2 separate regions of the Sus scrofa genome follow, and region 2 is linked to region 1. The links are chromatin contacts, called in public HiChIP or PLAC-seq maps. All regions are on one chromosome and are shown on one strand. The core of a region is the stretch at or near the end of the contact, and the rest is flanking DNA. Distances in the headings are between cores, read along the strand shown.

Region 1 (3,177 bases), core at 248-2,747:
TGGGGACTGACGAGATGAAGTGGGTCAAAGCTGTGCCAGCATCCAGGGGTCACCTGTTTTAAACCTTGTCTCAGTGAGTAAGGATGCACCTGGTGCCCCTGGTGACCATACATGCCAGATGCTCGGTGGGCAGCCAGCCCACGGTCTGGAGACAGCAAATGACTTGGGCCCCAGGGTGGGGGGATGGGCCCTCCAGTCCTGATCTTTGAACTCCAGGAGTGGAATGGCCCAGAGATAAGACAAGCAGACATGCAGTGGAAAGAGAGGTAGCTCCCTACCAAACACCTTCCAAACTGAGAGCCGCCCCCATGCCTCTAGTGAGGTGGGCACCCTTCACACCCCATTCTGTGTCAATGGTACGTTACCATATTCGCCAAAACGTAGGGACTCCCACTGCTGCCACTCCACCAGGACGCTAACAGCACGCACACCCACGTATATGAGCAACATGCCCACAGTGGCGTCCAGGAGGAAGTTGATGAGGTACCTGTGAGGAGAGGGCACAGTGGCATGGTCAGGAAGCACCATCTAGGGAACTGGGTTCTGTGTGCTTGCAGGGACAAGGTCAAGGCTGGGGACCCAGCACTTTGCGCCACCCTGTTCTGGGAGGCAGGAGCCTTAAGGGTGCAAGTGCAGGAAGCTGAAGTGCTCACTTCCAGGAGCCTAGGAAAGCCTCCCTCCCCAGGACATAGCATTGCGAGGGACCAAGAAACTTGAAAGATCTCAAGTGTTCTTGCCAAACAAAGACTGACACAAAGCAGAGTGCCTGGGAGCAGCCAAAGAGGCTGACAGGAAAACAGAATTAATAAAAAAAAATTTGTTCAGTAACTCTTCCCTCCCAGATGGTCTGGCCCTTCCAAGGCCCCAAGACAGCGCAGCACCAGAACATCCGGGGAATGGCCCCTGGGGTTTCCCAGACCAGAGCTCATCCCTGTGCTTCAGAGCCTGCTATGGAGGAAAGAGCAAGCATTTCCAAAGAGCGAGCTTAAGTGCTACTCGGAAAAGGCAAGGTGCTGGAGGAAGGAGAGGAGGATCAGAAGAGCATGCCCACCCTGACCTCTTGGTCTTGTGGGGTCTGTTTCCATTTGTCCGACACGCATTTCTTCCTTCACCAAGGAAAAGCCCCTTGCCCACTGGTCCTCCCTTGAGGGCCCTGTACTCAGATCTCACTGGTCAGCAATAACCAAGGCCCCAGCTTCCCAACCCTCTGGGAGGCCACATGGCTTGGAAACCATCACCCCCAACCCCAAGAGAAGCATCAGATACCACAGACCAGCCATGGCACTTTTGAGTTGCTGAGACTTGAGACATCTTATGCAGCCGTACAGCCCTCACCCGAAGGCTGGCCCCAGTGACGTGCATAGCACTCTGAAACCTGAGGGAGCACACTCGTGGTCCTGCCAGCCCTGGAGGGGCAAGAAAACCAGAGGGAGGGGTTGCATTTTCCTCCTGCGTGCCCTTCCTCTTTAAAAGCACAAGGGGTCACTCTTAGACCAGATACTAGAGAAAACATAGCAACTGGTTCCCAGGCACTTTCTGCAAGTTCACAAGCTGAGCTCTGGCTCTAGGCTAATGCTGCTCTCAGATGCTTAAACTGCACTGGTTTCAAGTGGTTCTGGTATCTGAGACCCATCCTGAAAATATCAAGAGCTCCTGATACACACATATGCATTAGTTCATTCAATGCCCTCACCAAACTGATTTGAGCCTACTACTGTATGCCTGGCCTTGGGATTAAAGACAGAAAGCTCTAGACTTTATACTCAACACAGGCAAGACTGGCAGACAACAAGGTATCCTGTGGGCCCTGGAGCCAGATTGGCTGGGTTCAAATCTCAACTCCGTCACTCTTTAGGTGTGTGAACCTGATTAAGTTATATAATCTCTCTGTGCCTCAGTTCTCTAACTATAAAATGAGGATAATTAAAGTATCTATATTGCAGGGCTGTCATGACGATCAAACAAGTCAATACCTGTGAACAATGCCTGCCATAGAGGAAGCACTCCACAAATGTGCTGTTAGAATCACAGCCCAGATGCCACAAAAGCTGAATAGCCACCCAGAGTAGTAGCCCCAGCACTGGGGCCTCCTGCAGCCATTGGAAAGAACTCAACTCCCACATCCCTTTGCAAGTTTCTCCTCTCCTTGAACTGACTGGCTTCCCCTCAGGTCTGCAGACTCCCAAGATGCCCCTGGTCCAGCCTAAGACCTCTCCAATCTATAACCAGTCACGGGGCACGGCAAGGTGGTGGGGCTGGAATGGATCCCACTGCAGCAGTCGCTCCTCCACAGGCCAGGACCTCTCCACTGTGTGGGGCAAGGCCCTGCTCTGCCCGCCTAGTCTCCCCGCAACGGCTCTTCAACTGACTGCTGGAGCTCTGGTTTTAACAATATCCTCTGACTGAGCTATTAACATGTTTGATGATAAGTGTTCCTGGGGCTTCCAATGCTGCATATACCCATCATCTCATGAATCCTTCACAGTGATCCTGGGGATCGGGATGAGGAAACGGAGGCTTGGAGAAGTTATATCACCTTCCCGCAGCCTGGATCCTCAGTCAAGAGCTCTTTTCACCACATCTACCCCATTTGGGCCTTTTCTCCACTGGCTGAGCACTCGAGATCTCTCAGCAGCCCCTATTCCATCCCAGCTGTGATCTAGCTTATCAATGTCCCCCTTAAAGCTGGATCATCGTTTTGCAGAGGCCAATGGAGGTTCAAGGGAGAGTGGTGTGGTCAAGGCAGCACCAGGGGATGGAGTCCCCGAGCTCGCCCAGTGCCAGCAGGATGAGGAGCTGGCTCTCAGCTAACCAAGATGATTCACAAGGGGGTGACACAAGCTTGCTGCTGGGCTCGAGGGTTGGAAGGACAAGGCCCTTTCCTAACCAACTTCCCTATGGGAGGATCGCCCTTCTGGTCCCCTGATTTGGGACTACAAACACACAGACCACAACCCATCCAGGTCTTAAGGTAAGACCCCAAAGAGGGAGACTTTACAACTTCCTTCTGAATCTGGTCCAGGACTAAATCTTACTCAATGAGAGAAGCTTAAAGCAACCTTTCAGTCCAAATGGTTCTAATTACACACTGCACCTCTTAGAAAGGGATTACCAGCCCTCTGCCCTGCTGTCCCTCAGAGGCACAACAGGGCAGGGCTGGAAGACATTCCAGACAGA
Region 2 (3,177 bases), core at 180-2,679, 370 kb after region 1:
TGGAGTTCCCCTCTGGTGCAGCAGGTTAAGGATCCAGGAGTTTTCACTGCAGACACTTGGGTTGCTGCTGTGGCGTGGCTTCGATACTTGGCCTGGGAACTTCCTCATGCTGCAGGCATGGCCTAAAAAGGAAAAAAAAAAAAGGTGTTTCCACCGTGGCACAGTGGGTTAATGATCCATCTTGTCTCTGTGGCAGCACTGGTTGGATCTTTGGCCTGGCACAGTGGGTTAAAGATCCCGTGTTGCTGCAACTGGTTGGCAACATAGGTTGCAGCTGTGGCTCAGATTCAGTCTTTGGCCTGGGAACTTCTGTATGCTGCAGGTGTGGCCAGAAACAAAACCAAACCAAAAACAAACAAACGACAACCGAAAATGCGTCCACCCTGTGGTGCAGGATGTGTCCAGAGATGAAGAGTTGATTACAAGGCACCTCTGACTCTCCAGCCCAAATTGCCTCACTTCACAGAGGAGATGTAGTTGTCCCTTAAGCATCCTGATGGGGACTTCCAGCCTGGCCATGTGGCCTGGTGGCCAGACAGTTTAACAGTTAGGGATTTTATTGACTTTGTTTCTTCAGAGGAAGGATTCTGGACCTAGAAATACTCGGCTTCAATGTAGGACTTGCATTTTCTTAAGCTACGGGTTTCTGTCTGGGTTGGCATCTGGAAAAAAGGGCTGATGGTCCTGAACGGAATGAGAAAAGCAATGATGTTTTGGTGCACTGGCCGTTCTCATTACTTTGCTTTTTCTCTTGAGAGTTCTCCACAAACTTCCTTCCTCCTTTTCCATCTGAGCTTCTTCCTCCTTTTATGGGGGCCTGACCTAATGCCATGTCATGTAAATTAAGGGAGGGTGATTGAATTAAAGTTGGCTTTCTTGATTCTGCAGGAGGCAGGCGGCAGACAGATTTAAAGTTGTAGTGTTGTGCAGGAAGGGGTCATTGACCTCGGAGACTTTTTTTCTTTTTTAATTTTATTTATTTATTTATTTATTTGTCTTTTTGTTATTTCTTGGGCCGCTCCCGCGGCATATGGAAGTTCCCAGGCTAGGGGTCGAATCGGAGCTGTAGCCACCGGCCTAAGCCAGAGCCACAGCAACGCGGGATCCGAGCCGCGTCTGCAACCTACACCACAGCTCACGGCAACGCCGGATCGTTAACCCACTGAGCAAGGGCAGGGACCGAACCCTCAACCTCATGGTTCCTAGTCGGATTCCTTAACCACTGCGCCACGACGGGAACTCCTGACCTCGGAGACTTTGAGAGAGAAATACATCCCTCTGTAGGGCACCTTACTGTGCTTAGAGGGTGAGGAGGAAGGAAAACAGGCTGGCAAGTGCTCAAGGACAGCACAGCCCCTGGCAGGAGAGCGAGGCAAGAGGAAGGGCTGAGTGTTGGTGTTAGAGGGGACAGCCACTAGAGGGCACCAGAGCACCCTCTGAGCCCATCTGCAGCTCTCTGGCGCCACCTCCAGGTGCAAAGACAGAGTTGGGGATGGGCTTGGCAGATCTCTTTGATGTGCCCTGAGAGAAGGGTAGGTTACACAGCCACCCTTGACTCTCCAGTCCAAACTGCCTCGCCTGACAGAGGCAACTAGTTCTGCTTTCTCATTTGATGGGGCACTTCCAGCATGGTCTTATGGCCGAGTGGAGAGACATTTTAAGAGGCTGTGCAGGGTCTGACTGCGTTTTGATTCTCCAGAGGCAGGAATCTACCCAGTAATACCTGTCTTGACTCTTATCCTTGCAGTTTTCAAGCTGCAGGTTTGTGTGAGCACTGGCATCTGGAAACTGGGCGTGGTGGTCTTGAAAGTGGAGTGTGTAGAAGTGGTGGTACTTTGGTGGGCAGCCTTTGCTCAACCCTGTGTCCTTTTTCTTGAGAATCCTCCCCAAAGTTTGTCCTTTTTCCATCTGAGCTTCTACCTTCTGTCTTTGACCCCTGCTGGTGGAATCTGACCTAAAACCAGGTCACATGAATTAAAGACGACTGTTTAATTTAAAGCTGGTCACATGACATAAAGTGGCTGATTAACTTAAAGTAATGGGCTTGAGTAGGGAGTGATGAGTGCCCTGGGAGACTCTGAGAGAGAAATACCCACTTCAGTTAAGGATCTGGTGTTGCCGTGAGCTGTGGTGTAGGTCACAGATGTGGCTCAGTAGCTACAGCTCTGATTAGACCCCTAGCCTGGGAACCTCCATATGCCACGGATGAGGCCCTAGAAAAGACAAGAAGACAAAAAAAAAAAAAAAAAAAAAAGACAGAAAGAAATACCCACTTCTGTAGGGCACTTCATTATGCTTAAGGGAGAGGAGGAGCTAAATCAGCCTGGCAGGTACTTAAGGCCAGCATAGCACCGGGACTGGGGAGGGAGACTGGAAGAAGGGCTGAGAGTTGTTAGAGCAGATGGTTGCTAGAGGGCGCCAGAGCACACAGCAGAGCCCACCTGCAGCTTCATGCCGCACCACCAGCTCAGAGACAGTGTTGGATATGAGGTTGGCAGAACCCCAGTGTGACCAGAGTGGAGGGGTTGGTTACAGGGTGCCTCAGACTCTCTGGCCCAAATTGCCTCACCTCACACAGGAGACATGATTCTGCCTTCCCCATTTGATGGGGTGCTTCCAGCTTGGTCAGGTGGCCCAGTCCCCAGACACTTTAACAGGCTGTCTGTGGTGACTTCCATTTGATTCTCTAAAGGGAGGTCTCTGAACCCAGAAATACTTGGCTTGGATCTTGTCCTTGTAGTTTTCAAGCTGTAGGTTTGCTTGGGCATTGGCATCTGAAAAGCTTGGCTGGTGGTTGTGAATGGAGGTTGGAAATGAAAGGTATTTTGATGGTGGGCTGTGCTTATCCCTTTGCCTTTTCTCTCCCAAAGTTCCTTTTTCCATCTGAGCCTTTTCCTCCCATCATTGATCCCAGCTGGGGGAGCCTGACCTAATACCCAGTCAGGTGAGTTAATGGTGGCTGATTGATTTAAAGTAGTTGGGCGTGGGAGTTCCCCTCGTGGCACAGTGGTTAATGAATCCCACCAGGAACCAAGAGGTTGCAGGTTCAATCCCTGGCCTTGCTCAGTGGGCTAAGGATCTGGTGTTGCCGTGAGCTGTGCTGTAGGTCGCAGACGTGGCTCGGATCTGGCGTTGCTATGGCTCTGGTGTAGGCCGGCGGCTACAGCTCCGATTCGA

Evidence for each region. HiChIP or PLAC-seq counts read pairs in DNA pulled down with a chosen protein or histone mark.
Region 2: an H3K27ac HiChIP or PLAC-seq map of alveolar macrophages shows a contact between it and region 1. The contact joins two enhancer-like sites. A contact is called at or near these places in 2 of 2 datasets of contacts at active chromatin or transcription factors (alveolar macrophages and skeletal muscle).

Annotation. Positions count from the first base shown.
Region 1 is chr13:34,961,199-34,964,375 of Sscrofa11.1, forward strand. LOC100153598 (store-operated calcium entry regulator STIMATE) reads right to left here. Exons shown (of 10, transcript XM_021068951.1): 4 at 366-487. Among named protein-coding and RNA genes, the nearest start is that of ITIH4, 19 kb to the left of the region's middle. Within about 2 kb of position 1,498, at least 5 of the 83 cell types and tissues checked have an H3K27ac peak or open chromatin away from gene starts, as enhancers often do. A contact at or near this core is called in alveolar macrophages, where this site is marked.
Region 2 is chr13:35,326,537-35,329,713 of Sscrofa11.1, forward strand. No RefSeq gene overlaps it. Among named protein-coding and RNA genes, the nearest start is that of PRKCD, 37 kb to the left of the region's middle. Within about 2 kb of position 1,430, at least 8 of the 83 cell types and tissues checked have an H3K27ac peak or open chromatin away from gene starts, as enhancers often do. A contact at or near this core is called in alveolar macrophages, where this site is marked.